Linked DNA regions of Sus scrofa: regions 2 and 3 are each linked to region 1. Evidence: chromatin contacts called from public HiChIP or PLAC-seq and promoter capture Hi-C data. All regions are on one chromosome and are shown on one strand. Each heading gives the region's core, a stretch centred on a gene start, on an enhancer-like site or on the middle of the called end of the contact. The rest is flanking DNA. Distances are from core to core; before and after follow the strand shown.

Region 1 (3,959 bases), core at 536-3,035:
TCCAGAGGTGGAAGAACACGTAAACGGGGATGGTGATGGGCAGGAGCAGACTGTAGAAGCACAGGCTGGCTGTGCTGGTGCAGCCCTGGGGGAAGCTCTCTTCCACGGAGGCGGAGTACAGCAGTCCTCCCAGAGAGACCAGGGGGACAAGGACAGTCAGCGTGGGAAGAGACAGAAACATTCTTCTCTCCCACCCACCACCCGCCACGCTGGCTTCTTCGAAGGTGGATGGTGTTTAGAAAATTTCCTTGTGTTGTGTTTACGTATGACCTAGTGCTGCTTCATTTCTTCTTGCTTCTTATTTTGATGTGTCATCCTAGCTGCCTGTGGTATCATATTAGGAATCCCGTCAATAATCGGATAGGCTATTCCCAGCTCTTCATTAATCAATTCATTTGTCGATGGTTCATATCTGAGGGGCAGAAGAAAACCAAAATGAATCCCGGAAGAGTCTGAGGTTCAATAAACAGTAACATTTATCCAATTCTTCACACAGTTAGAGCCAGAAAAGCAGAATTAGACTGTTTTTCATTCTAAAAGCAGCAGTAGCCAATTCAACCATTTCTCTTAGAAAAGGAATCTCTAATTGTTCCCATTTTAGTCTGTTTCTCTCATTTTCTTTTTCACGTTATTCTTAAGCTATGCCTTAGTGGAAAAAAAAAAAGAAAAGATCTCTCCTTTTCATCCAAATATTCCTTCATGACTCTTTTAAACCCTCAAACGATCCCAGCTAATTTACTACTGGAACAGACACGAGAGGAAAATTCAGCTTCTTCGCTTATCAGAACACCTGCCTCACTGATCCATGAGAAGGAAACCACGGAAGCAGCAATCTACCACCCAAAGGCAGCCACTGATGACACTGCGGTGTTTGCTAGTATTGTCCACGTTCAGGTTTAGCAGCCTGCAACTGCAGAGATGTTTATCCTAAAGAGTCTAGGTGAAAGGTTAAGAAGGCCTTTACAGAACCGGCTGGTCGAGAACTAAAAACCAAAGGGCCGCACACGTAGCTGATGCGCTTAAGATCCTACCCGGCGTTTTCGCAACAATCTGGAAGCTATCACATTTTTCATCGCCTTGCCTTAAAAATCTGAATGCCATGGATTAGTCTTCCGAATCCCGAGTTCATAACCCTGGCTGTACAGGAAGATCACTTGGGATCCTTTCAAGAAAATACGCAGTTGCTCTGGCTCGGCCCCAAGGCCTTCGGATTGAGCCCGGGTGGGGCGTTGCCTAGAGATCTGCGTTTTAAGAAGGATTCCCCCGAGATTCTAAAACGCTGCCGGCGGAGAAGCTGCCCGCCAGGATCCAGGCCTGCGAGTGGCCGGTTTGGTCCGGGAGGCCTGGGGCTCGGCTGGGGCCTCCTCCCGCCCTTCCCGCGGCGGAGCGAGTACCCGGGAAGCTGGCGGGCCCGGGTCCAAAACATGGCAGCGAAGAACACCCGGGTGACCTGAACGTCTCCCCGGCGACAGGGGGCCACCAGGGAAAAGCCGCAGCGGACGAATCTTACCTGAGCGGCTTCTTGGACAGCGGGCACACCAAGAACTCCAGCAGCGCCGGGTCGAAGGCGCGTGGCGGTTTCCCCTCCTTCTTGTTCTCGTCCGCGGACGGCCGCGAGCCCGAAGCGTGCAGGCACCTCCTGGCGACCGCGGACGGCGGCGCGCGTGTCCCTCGCAGCGCTAAGGCGAGCCGACCGCGCGCTCCGCTCAGCATGGTCTGGCCGCCGGCGCGCGGACCTCCGCACCCCCTGGGCCGCTCCGGCCGCTCCAGCCGATCCCGGGGAGTCCCGCCCAGGCGGCCAGGCCCCGCCCCCCGGTGCTCGGGAAACGCTGCCCCCGACGGCTGGAGGCCCGCTCTTTGGTTCCGAGGGCGCTCGGGACCCGACTGCTTTTCCCGCGGCACCGCTCGGTATGGAGAGCCCCGCCTGCAGCCTGGGCTTTCTGCGGCTCTTCCTGCCCGTTTGCAGGTTGCAGACAAAACCCACGCTCAAGTGGAGGCGTCCTGAGTTTTCACCAGGGCCTGTCGCAGGGCCTCCAGGAAGCCAGTGGCCGGACCTCAGAGTCACACAGTGATAGACTTGGACCTCCGTGGTTATCACCAAAAGGAGGTTTCCAACACACTGTCACACTGGGTATGTTAAAAAGCATTACTTGTTTTATGTGTATCTGTCAGTCTTTGCAGTACCACACTTCCTATAACCTTGTTTGGCTTTTTTTTTTTCTCCTTTCATTAAAAAAAATATAAGAACGGGAAAAGAATGGCTTAGTCCTCTTAAACTTAAGATGCCCAGTTTCTTACCCTGGGCTCAATGGCATAATAATAGCACCACTCATTTGCTTCTGTAAATGAGCTTGGAAACCGCAAGGAGTCTAAGTAACTGTGTCCTTTAATTAAGTGGGTGATCCACACAGTGGTTTTTTTCTCGCCCCGCATTTGCTTCTGACTCTCCCAGAAAATGATGCGGATTTGATCTCTTTCTTATAGTGTAGGAGGTAAGTGCCGGGGGTCCGGGCCTGACACCTTGGTCCCAGGTGCATCGTTTACTAGTTGTAGGGCTCCCGCAAATCTCCTAACTCCCCAGCTTTCTTTTCTTTTTCTTTTTTTTTTTTTTTTTTTTTTTTTTGTCTTTTTGCCATTTCTTGGGCCGCTCCCGCGGCATATGGAGGTTCCCGGGCTAGAGGTCGAATCGGAGCTGTAGCCGCCGGCCTACGCCAGAGCCACAGCCACGCGGGATCCGAGCCGCGTCTGCAACCTACACCACAGCTCACGGCAACGCCGGAACCTTGACCCACTGAGCAAGGGCAGGGACCAAACCCGCAACCTCATGGTTCCTAGTCGGATTCGTTAACCACTGCACCACGACGGGAACTCCCTCCCCAGCTTTCTTATCTGTGTAATTAGATTAATTATTGTTCCTACCTCATATAATTCCATCCTGGGGCTTAAAATGTGCTAATGAATGCAAAGAGTATTTAGAAAAATGCCTGTGGCAAATGAATGCTCAGTTAATGGCATATGTTGTCATTTTTATTTTCTCTATTCTTTGCAGCCCAGTATACTAGAAGATTCTTGGTTAGTCATCAAAATCCACCCCCTTTTTTTGTCCTTTTAGGGCCGCACCTGCAGCACATGAAAGTTCCCAAGCTAGATAGAGCTCAAATACGAGCTGCAGCTGCCAGCGTACACCAGAGCCACAGGAAAGCCAGATCTTAACCCATTGAGCGAGGTCAGGGATCAAACCCGCATCCTTATAGATACTAGTTGAGTTCGTAACCTGCTGAGCCACGAGGGGAACGTCCAAATTTTCTCGTTGTCTCGCTAAATATTGAATCTTTTCTTGCATCGTTGGGGCTTTACCACTTCACACTTTGAGCTCCTGGGAGGTGGGGATAGGAGTTGAGGGATATATAGATACACATACAAGATTGTATGTCCAAATTTCTCTTCCACTCAGCAGTGCAAAAGCAGAGGCAATTTGTGTTGTCTGTTCACTCTACTTTAAAAAATCTACTACATCATTGGATGCTCTTTGTTCACTAATGTGCAAAAGATTTCAGCCTGAGGCAGCTGTCAGGGATGTAGCCTCAAGAGGTCCCGTTGTTAAGTTCCTATGTTATTTCCCACTAGACCATAGTAGGAATTAATTTTTCAGGTGTAGTTAGTTGATACCTTGGGCTCTAGGGAAGGAGTGAGGTATAGGAAAGAGGGTTCAGCAAGGTATTGCAATGCAGAGCTTGACTTTGGCTAGCTCTGGTGGGCCAGGCCGGAACCCAGCCCCCAAGGTAGGAGCAAGCACCCATGCTTAAGACAAGCTTTTTAGTCTCAACTCACCTCACCTGGCTGATAGAGCCTCATCAACTGAGTTTTCTAACCAGTTATAAATAGCTTCAGTGTGCATCCACGAAGAAGGTTGGAAGCAGATCAGTTTAATTTATATTAGTATTGGGGAGAAATGGAGA
Region 2 (3,959 bases), core at 518-3,017, 560 kb before region 1:
ATAGGACCATTTATCTTCAGTCTCATCTTACACGTGAGTCTTACAGTGGAGGTGTGAGATAAATGACTACTGCAAGCTCCTTTCACAACTGAGAAAGGGAGATGAAGAGGGTAAGTAACGTCAAACAATATTAAATGTTTCAAATGGGCTCAGAGCTCTACTACCCTGAACTTTGTTCCAATATTCAACTTTCATCTCCAGTTTTCTTTCAAACACTTTTTCAATACCCAGTAAAGTTTTTTAATATAAAATTTTATATTTAATTTTCATTTAAGTAACCAACTTTATATATCCTGGGAAAAAACACTAGAAAAAGACAGTTCAGAAACCTAATCCATTCCCGCAGATGTGTGCCAATTAGCCTGTTGATGTGCACAGTTTAAAAATGCTACATCTGGAGTTCCCATTTGTGGCTCAGCGATAATGCATCTGACTACTATCCATGAGGACACAGGTTCGATCTCTGGCCTCCATCAGTGGGTTAAGGATTCAGCATTGCTATGACCTATGGTGTAGTTCGCAGACATGGCTCCAATCTGGCGTGGCTGTGGCTGTGGTGCAGGCCAGCAGGTGCAGCTCCGATTCAACCCCTAGCCTGGGAACTTCCATGTGAAGCATGTGCAGCCCTTAAAAAAAAAACAACCAAAAAACCTTACATCTGGTCGCATTTTAATAGCCTATTCCATTTAAAGATTCACAAATCATGACTACCTGTTCCTCCTAAAAATTTTAATAATAATTAACACATTATACAGTTTAAAATATGCAAGGCATTTGCATATATGTGCCAAGTATCATTAGTTTTACACACACTAATTCACTTAAACCTCTCAAAACCTCCATGAACAAGGTAATAGCATGCATATTTGACAGATGAAGAAACTGGTATAGAAAGGCTCAGTGATTTGCCCAAAGTTACAGGGCTAATTAGCAGCAGGATGGCAGGCAAAGCCATGTCTTGTTTCTGAAGCATCACTTTCAAGCAGTAACCCTGCCCTCAGTCAGAAACTGCTTGACTTCTGCCACATTGAGAATAAATTACCATTCTTCTGTCTGACATAGCAATTATCAGATTCATCACCTCCAAACCATTCAAAAATCCATGTCCTTGAAAGGTCTCGGATTTACAATGGTAAATCCGATTTAATAGACATGAACGTGGATTTGAACGTGACCAATGCCACTTGTCTAAATGACAAGCTGCTGCACATTTGGAATCACAAAACAGAGCTTTAGTCGAAATGGAGAGAAGCTGGCAGAACTCTTTGTGTGCCTGAACAATATAGCCTTGTCGCCAGAAATAAGTACAACTGTAAGGCAAACTTGGTTGCATATATTACCTTAATCTGTTATTTCAACCAAAAGAAACAAAAATCCATCCTATTTAATTCTATTTAGGACTGATTTCTGTAATATTTTTTCTTCTAATTCAGAGTTAATATAGTCTTTGTAAGAACTAGTCATTTCTCTCCCCGCCCCCCGCTTTTTTAGGGGACCCAGAGATGCCCTTCCAGGATGCTGAGAGCCAATCCTATTCACGAAAAAGCTAGTTAATGACATTGTACATAAGTAATGTTTTAACTGCAGAGGGCGTGTGTGTGTGTGTGTGTGTGTGTGTGTGTTGTAACCACAAAACCAGAGGGGGAAGTGTGGGAGCAAGTGGGTTGGGCAGTGGCACAAACCTCATGACACATCTCTCCGCCCCCTGTGTTGGTGGCGGATGTCTGGTGCAGCCTTTAAATTCAGGGGAGGTCCAGGCTGTCAGCAGCGAGCGGAGGCCAGAGGGCAGCACTGACAGCCGCATCAGCATTGCTCCCGGGACTGGACTCTTCGCGGGGCTGCAGACCAAGGTAAGCCTACAGCCCGCTGATGGTTGCTGTCGTAGGTAGGCACTGTTTCATTTCACGGGGAAGGTCAAGTTGTCAGGAGAAGGGTTTAACCGCAAACGCTGGTAATCAGACTTAAAATTGTTCTAAGAGTCTTTCCAACAAGCATGTCAGATCCAGGGCAGATCTCCTGCGGGAAAGGTGACTGGCTATTTTGAAAGACAGTCAAATATAAAACTTAAAAATATGTCCACGGAGTCCTCAAAAGAATTATAACTACTTCTTGCCATCAGAAAAAAAATAAAATTCTATGCCTATGTATTATATGTAGCTACGATGGTATCTGCATCATTTTAAATGGACAGTTGATGGTGGAGACATTTAGAAGGAAAATAATATTTAGTGGTAATGTTAAGCTGGTGATAATGCTAATTTTTAATGACTTGACTTACCTGTTTTCAAGGGAAAGAAACCCTTTCTGAATATTTTCACCCCTGTATTTAGCTGTTAACATTTTCACCAAAATACCCACATGACATTATGAAGACTTACAAATAGAAAGGCTGTGAACTGCTCTCAGTGTTTAATTTTTCATTTCAAATTTTAGAACACCTTACTTAAATTACTAACTCTAGAGACAGCTTCATTTCACTTAAGTAGCACCTTTTAAATAATTTAAGCTGAAAAATCGCCCTTGAAATGCATGCTGGAAAATGGAGACAGCAAGTTTCTTTCTCTCTTTCCTTTTATTTTCCCTCTTTCTCTTTGTATTTTTCGTCTTTGAAAAAAAATGTGTTCCCCTTCTAGCTTATTATTTTAATTAAATTACTGTTGATCTGTTTTTAGGTTTAGATGGCTGGAGATATCGGGTAGTGATGGCATATCTCTGAAACTCTACATTTTAAAGGGGACTAAATAAGACTTGTATGTAATCCCCCTCTCTCTTGCCTAACAGTAAGAGATGGAAAATAGAGGTGCCCTAACAAATATTAACTCAAAGGATCATAAAATTAAAAAGAAAAAATTTTTCTCTAAGTAGTAGAGAGTATTTCTATAGGAAAAAAATATATATATATATTTTTCGTGATTATTTTGTAATGTGGTGGCTTGAAAAGATGTCATTGTTTTAACCTAGGAGAAGATCAAATATTTCTTACAAAGTATTTTGCAGGAAAATCATTACCATGAGAATTGCAGTGATAGCCTTCTGCCTCTGGGGCTTCGCCTCTGCCCTTCCAGTGAGTACAGCTGAATCTTAAACAGAATTCCCCCAAATAAATGAATTGTGTGCTTCAGTGTGCCAGGAACTCATTCTCACTGTAATCTTTCTTCCCATGTTCTATTTCAAAGGTTAAACAGACTAATTCTGGCAGCTCGGAGGAAAAGCTGGTGAGTATCTTTAAGGTTTATCATCTGGTTAAATTGTCGATGCCACTGGTGCAAGATATACTACAAACATACGGCAATTTTACTTATTTCATAGTTAAACAAAATAAGTTAGAAGTATGTATTGAATGCCTGCTACGGTTCTAGGCCAGTACCACGCACAGGATTGCTTTTAATTACTGTCATCTCCTAAAACCAAACTAAATATTTTAATAGAATAAAATCTTGCTCTGGGCCATTATCATTTACGTAAAATGAGTTCTATGAACTTGTGTGGTTTTTTGTTCCCATGAGTCAACACACTGTTCCAGTAGCACGAAATTCCATCTTTTGCTGTACTTGGGGGCAGGTCAAGTTTAAAATTCACCTCACACATTGGTGAGTTGGTATAACCAGAACAGTCCCAAGAGCTCCTAAGATATTTGCTGAGAAGGCCATCATAAAAAGAAAATCTATAGGCAGCAAGGTCCTACTGCAGAGCAAAGGGAACTATATCCAATCTCCTGGGATAGACCATGATGGAAAATCATATTTTAAAAGAATTTACTGAGTCCTTTGCAGTACAGCAGAAATTGGCACAACATCATAAACCAACTATACATTAATTTTTTAAAGAGAACAAAAGGAATGATATAAAATTTCTATTGATTATAGGGAAAAAAGGAAGTCTATTTATGCTGTTTATATCCGCTGTGCTTGTCAGATGACTTCAGATCACATTTTTCTCACCAGGCATAAAACCAAGGC
Region 3 (3,959 bases), core at 915-3,414, 530 kb after region 1:
GAGAAGGAAGGAAAGAGGGGGGATCCCAAGACAGAAAAACTCTGGAGAGAGGATGGGGAGGATGGCACAGTGAGATGGAGCAAGGCTGGGACCCAAAGAACTGGCAATAAGAAGTTGCCTGTGGGCAGCAAGGCTCTTCATAAAATAAGGCTGAGCCATTCTAACCCCGCCCCCAACTCCAATGTAAATCTGCTACAATTAGCAACCCTTCTCCCTCAACAAGGTCGATTTGATGAAATGATCTTGTGTCTTGGGTAAAGTCTTATGAAGAGTCTGCTAAATACAAGTGCCTCCTTGGAAGTGATGTTTTGAGAAAATCAGGAAATGTGGGCTGGGTTCCAGATGTCAACTTACACCAGGTGATGAAAAAAGAGCAGTTATAAGAGATAAGACACCCGACAAGCTGGAGCAATCAGCAGAAACGGAGAAATGAAACAAGTGGTGTCTGGATGGAAATTAAACCCCAGAGATAGTGGGGGAGAGAGATAAGAGGCAGAGTTCATTTTATTTAGATATCATGGGACCTGAGGGACCCTGGTAGGCTGGCGGCTGAGGGGGTAAACCTGGCAGCTAACTTCTAGCTACACCCTGTGTCTTTTGATTGGCAGTCAGTAAATGTCAGCTCTCTTCCCTTCTGAGGAATGAATAGCGTTTCCTAAGTCAGATACAATTGTTTTCACGCTTATTACAACTATCGGAGAAAAGAGGCAAACTACTAAAAGTGATATAAAACTAGCACAAAGTTGAACTTGATCCAAAATAGTCAACCAAGAACGAAAAGATCTACCTGCGGGTAAATCAGACATTTGTCCAAAACATCTGTGATTTCATCATGTTAACTAGGAGATTTCATCACGTCACATGGGAGAAAGCAGCGATTTTGAGGAAGGCAATTGAGCAGCCTGGGCGAGGAAGTCAGATGGAAACCGTAAAATCAACATCTTTTCTGCAGTAAGAATGATTGGAAACATCCTAGCAACAATGTGGGCTTTTCGTTTCATGTTAACGAAAAAGGTTAGACATTTATGTTCAGATAGCAGAGAAACTTAACTGAAGACTTCCGTTTTTTTTCAAAGTATACACACACACACAAAAGAAATAGACTAAAAGCGTTTCCTGGGTAAACAGGTGCTGCAGGATGAAGGTGCAGCCGCTCCCTTCCCCAGGGAAGTCTCCGAGGGTCCTGCAGGGAAGCGAGTCCGTGAACGCGGAGAAGGCACGTTCATCGCAGCGATTATTAGTGCACAGGTGCCTCCATTTGCTCCAGTGAAAATGCCAAAATAGAAACGTACTGTACCTTGGCTTGAAATCAAGGGGCTTTGTCAAACTGCAATTCCCTTACTACTACCTAGAAGCAGAGGGCGTGGAGGGGCGGCAAGAGAACCTCTCACAGGCTCTTGCGTCTCCCAGGTACAGCCAGCTTTACAGAGTCGCTTCTACAGAAACTGTGACTTGCAACCTCATCCCACCAGGGAAAAGAAACCCCAAACTCAATTTGACCGCCCCCAGCTGCGCCCCACCTAACTGGGTCTTGCCCCGATGGGTGTTGCGGAGTGTAAGCCCCAGGTTCTTTCCTGAACCCTGTCCCCACGAGGAACCAGCCTCCCTGTTTTCGGGCAGCAGCCGCGTCCGCTCGCTCCTACCGTGGTTCCTGACCCTTGCTCCGGCTCGTCCTGTCCCGGCCGGTGGGCTGGGGATTCCCGGGAGTCGGCGCTGGAAGACGCGGACGCCCTGACGGCTATTTGTAAACACGCTCCACGTGCGCTCGCCCTGCCCCATTCGCATCCCGCTTAAGGTACCTGAGGATGCGCAAGTCTCTCGTAAACCCTCCGAGAGTGCGTTTTTTTATTGCACCTGAGGGGGGAGGAAGCCTCGCGCAGAGAGCCGGGACTCTGGGAAAAGGACTAAGACAGGGTAAACGTGTACCGCCCCCTGCTGGCCGGCGAGGCAGTCTGCAAGCTGCAGACTCCCAGCCCTCCGCCGAACCCACGCGACGCCCAGAGACTCTGCAGCGGATGGCCCCGCCCCCGCCCCGCCCCCGCCCCCGCCCCGTCCCCGCCCCTCCCGCCGGCTCGCAGGAGACCCCGCCCCCGGGCCGCGCGCGCTCGCCCGCTCAGGCCCCGCCCCCCCACCGACGCAACGTTCCTGCGGGGGCGCGCGCGTGCCCCTTAATCCCCCGCCTTCCGGCTCCGGCGGCGACGCTCGCAGCCGGCCGCCGCCGCCGCGCCGCCAGTGTCAGCCTCCCCCGGGAGACTCCATTTGCTCCCAGGGCGGTCTGGCCGCCGCGAAGGCGGGCGGAGAGCGATGCCCCCGGCCCGCGGCCTGGCGTGCCCCGGGCCCAGCGCCCGCCCGCTCGCTGCCTGGCTGCGGCGGTGACAGCCTGGTCGCTGGCGTCCACGGAGGAATCCGGGCTCCCTCCCCGCGCGCGGAGACGTCCTGCGTTCCGGAGCCCGCCCTGCGGGGAGAGGCCCTCGCTAACGCGGCTGCTCCCTGCCCTCTTACTCTCAGGAGGTAGGCGATTCAGGTCCCGCTGCGCCCCGACACGCCAGAGAATCCTGAAAGCAGTACTGGCCGTCCTCAGCCGTCCTGTTAATAGGAGGCGGTCATTTTCTCGACCTAGTTGCAGGATAGATGTGGGTACTGCCACCGACCCTGATATTGAAAGAAAAATGTTTTTGGTATTTCCCTGTAGGTTTCCGAGGCTCCGAGTGCCTAGACAGCCCCCGACAGGAACTTGGCCCATCGAGGATCATCTTTCACCAGGATTATTGTAACATCTTCACTGAGCCTTCCCCCGCCTCCCCTCTGAGTCCTGATTTCTGCCAATGAAGTTTTCCGATGCTTTCTTTCACCATGGGACACCAGTTATTGTTCACCTTTTTCCGTTTCAGTTGCCCAACACATTAGGTAGACGTTTGTGTCGTGTTAAAGTACGAAGTTGCTGCCTGTCCACTTTCACCTCATTCGCACCGCTCCCGTCTGTCCAGCTTGCCTTATCTTGCTCGCCTACGATGTCCATAACTGCTCACTTGCGTAACCTATAGCATTCCTTTCCCGGAGAGGCAGCCTTCCATGCAGCGCACTGCCCGACAAAGACAGCAGCAGTCAGGGGGCCGAGCTTTCCCATTGCATCTTCCTATCTAAGTAAGTCTGCACCTCTCGTCTTAAGCTAGCCCGTTTCCCTAAATACCCCCGCCTAAGTCTTAGTTCCTTTGACCTGGAGCCTCACCTGTAACAAGGGCGAGAGGAATCCAGTTTGCAATAGGACTGTTGTAGAGCCCTTGCTGGTACCCTATTGGTTGCCATCTCTACGGAGATTACAGTTCATGAAAAGACCTTAAACTCAGCGAGGAGGAAGCGAGATAGAAGGTAGGATTAACGGGAGCTAGTCCTTGTGGAAGGACCTTTGTAAGTTTTGCCACAGCAGAGAGAAGAGACTTACCCAGGCCTTTGCCTGGAAATTGGCCAGTACCCTGTCCATCTAGGTTCCTGGGAGACGGGGAAGGGATCTTAAAACTCCATTTTCTTGTCTCCTTGTGTTCAAACTGTTGTTCAGTCTCCTGTTCCAGTAAATATAAAATCCTGGATGCAAAATGCTGGGGAAACGGAAGCGTGTGGTGTTGACAATTAAGGACAAGCTTGACATTATCAAGAAGCTTGAGGAAGGCATCTCTTTCAAAAAACTTTCTGTGGTGTATGGAATTGGTGAGTCCACAGTTCGTGATATTAAAAAGAACAAGGAAAGGATAATAAACTATGCAAACAGCTCAGATCCGACAAGTGGGGTCTCCAAACGGAAGTCGATGAAGTCGTCAACCTATGAGGAGCTTGACAGAGTTATGATCGAGTGGTTCAACCAACAGAAAATGGAGGGGATTCCGGTGTCTGGAACGATTTGCGCAAAACAAGCCAAGTTCTTTTTTGACGCTCTGGGGATGGAAGGTGATTTTAATGCATCG

What was found. Promoter capture Hi-C pulls out the DNA fragments that hold promoters and counts their contacts. HiChIP or PLAC-seq counts read pairs in DNA pulled down with a chosen protein or histone mark.
Region 2: a contact with region 1 is called in an H3K27ac HiChIP or PLAC-seq map of alveolar macrophages. The contact joins the promoter of SPP1 here to the promoter of PIGY in region 1. A contact is called at or near these places in 1 of 5 promoter capture datasets (fetal liver) and 1 of 2 datasets of contacts at active chromatin or transcription factors (alveolar macrophages).
Region 3: a contact with region 1 is called in a promoter capture Hi-C map of liver, with 7 times the contacts expected there. The contact joins the promoter of TIGD2 here to the promoter of PIGY in region 1. A contact is called at or near these places in 1 of 5 promoter capture datasets (liver) and 2 of 2 datasets of contacts at active chromatin or transcription factors (alveolar macrophages and skeletal muscle).

Annotation. Positions count from the first base shown.
Region 1 is chr8:130,525,397-130,529,355 of Sscrofa11.1, reverse strand. PIGY (phosphatidylinositol glycan anchor biosynthesis class Y) reads right to left here and starts at 1,785. Exons shown (of 2, transcript NM_001271967.1): 1 at 1,511-1,785; 2 at 1-412. The coding sequence starts at 181. PYURF (PIGY upstream reading frame) reads right to left here and starts at 1,785. Exons shown (of 2, transcript NM_001271968.1): 1 at 1,511-1,785; 2 at 1-412. The coding sequence starts at 1,713. The coding sequence ends at 271.
Region 2 is chr8:131,083,072-131,087,030 of Sscrofa11.1, reverse strand. It overlaps SPP1 (secreted phosphoprotein 1), which reads left to right and starts at 1,767. Exons shown (of 7, transcript NM_214023.1): 1 at 1,767-1,850; 2 at 2,998-3,064; 3 at 3,177-3,215. The coding sequence starts at 3,011.
Region 3 is chr8:129,996,460-130,000,418 of Sscrofa11.1, reverse strand. It overlaps TIGD2 (tigger transposable element-derived protein 2), which reads left to right and starts at 2,164. Exons shown (of 3, transcript XM_021101764.1): 1 at 2,164-2,511; 2 at 2,693-2,907; 3 at 3,557-3,959. The coding sequence starts at 3,594.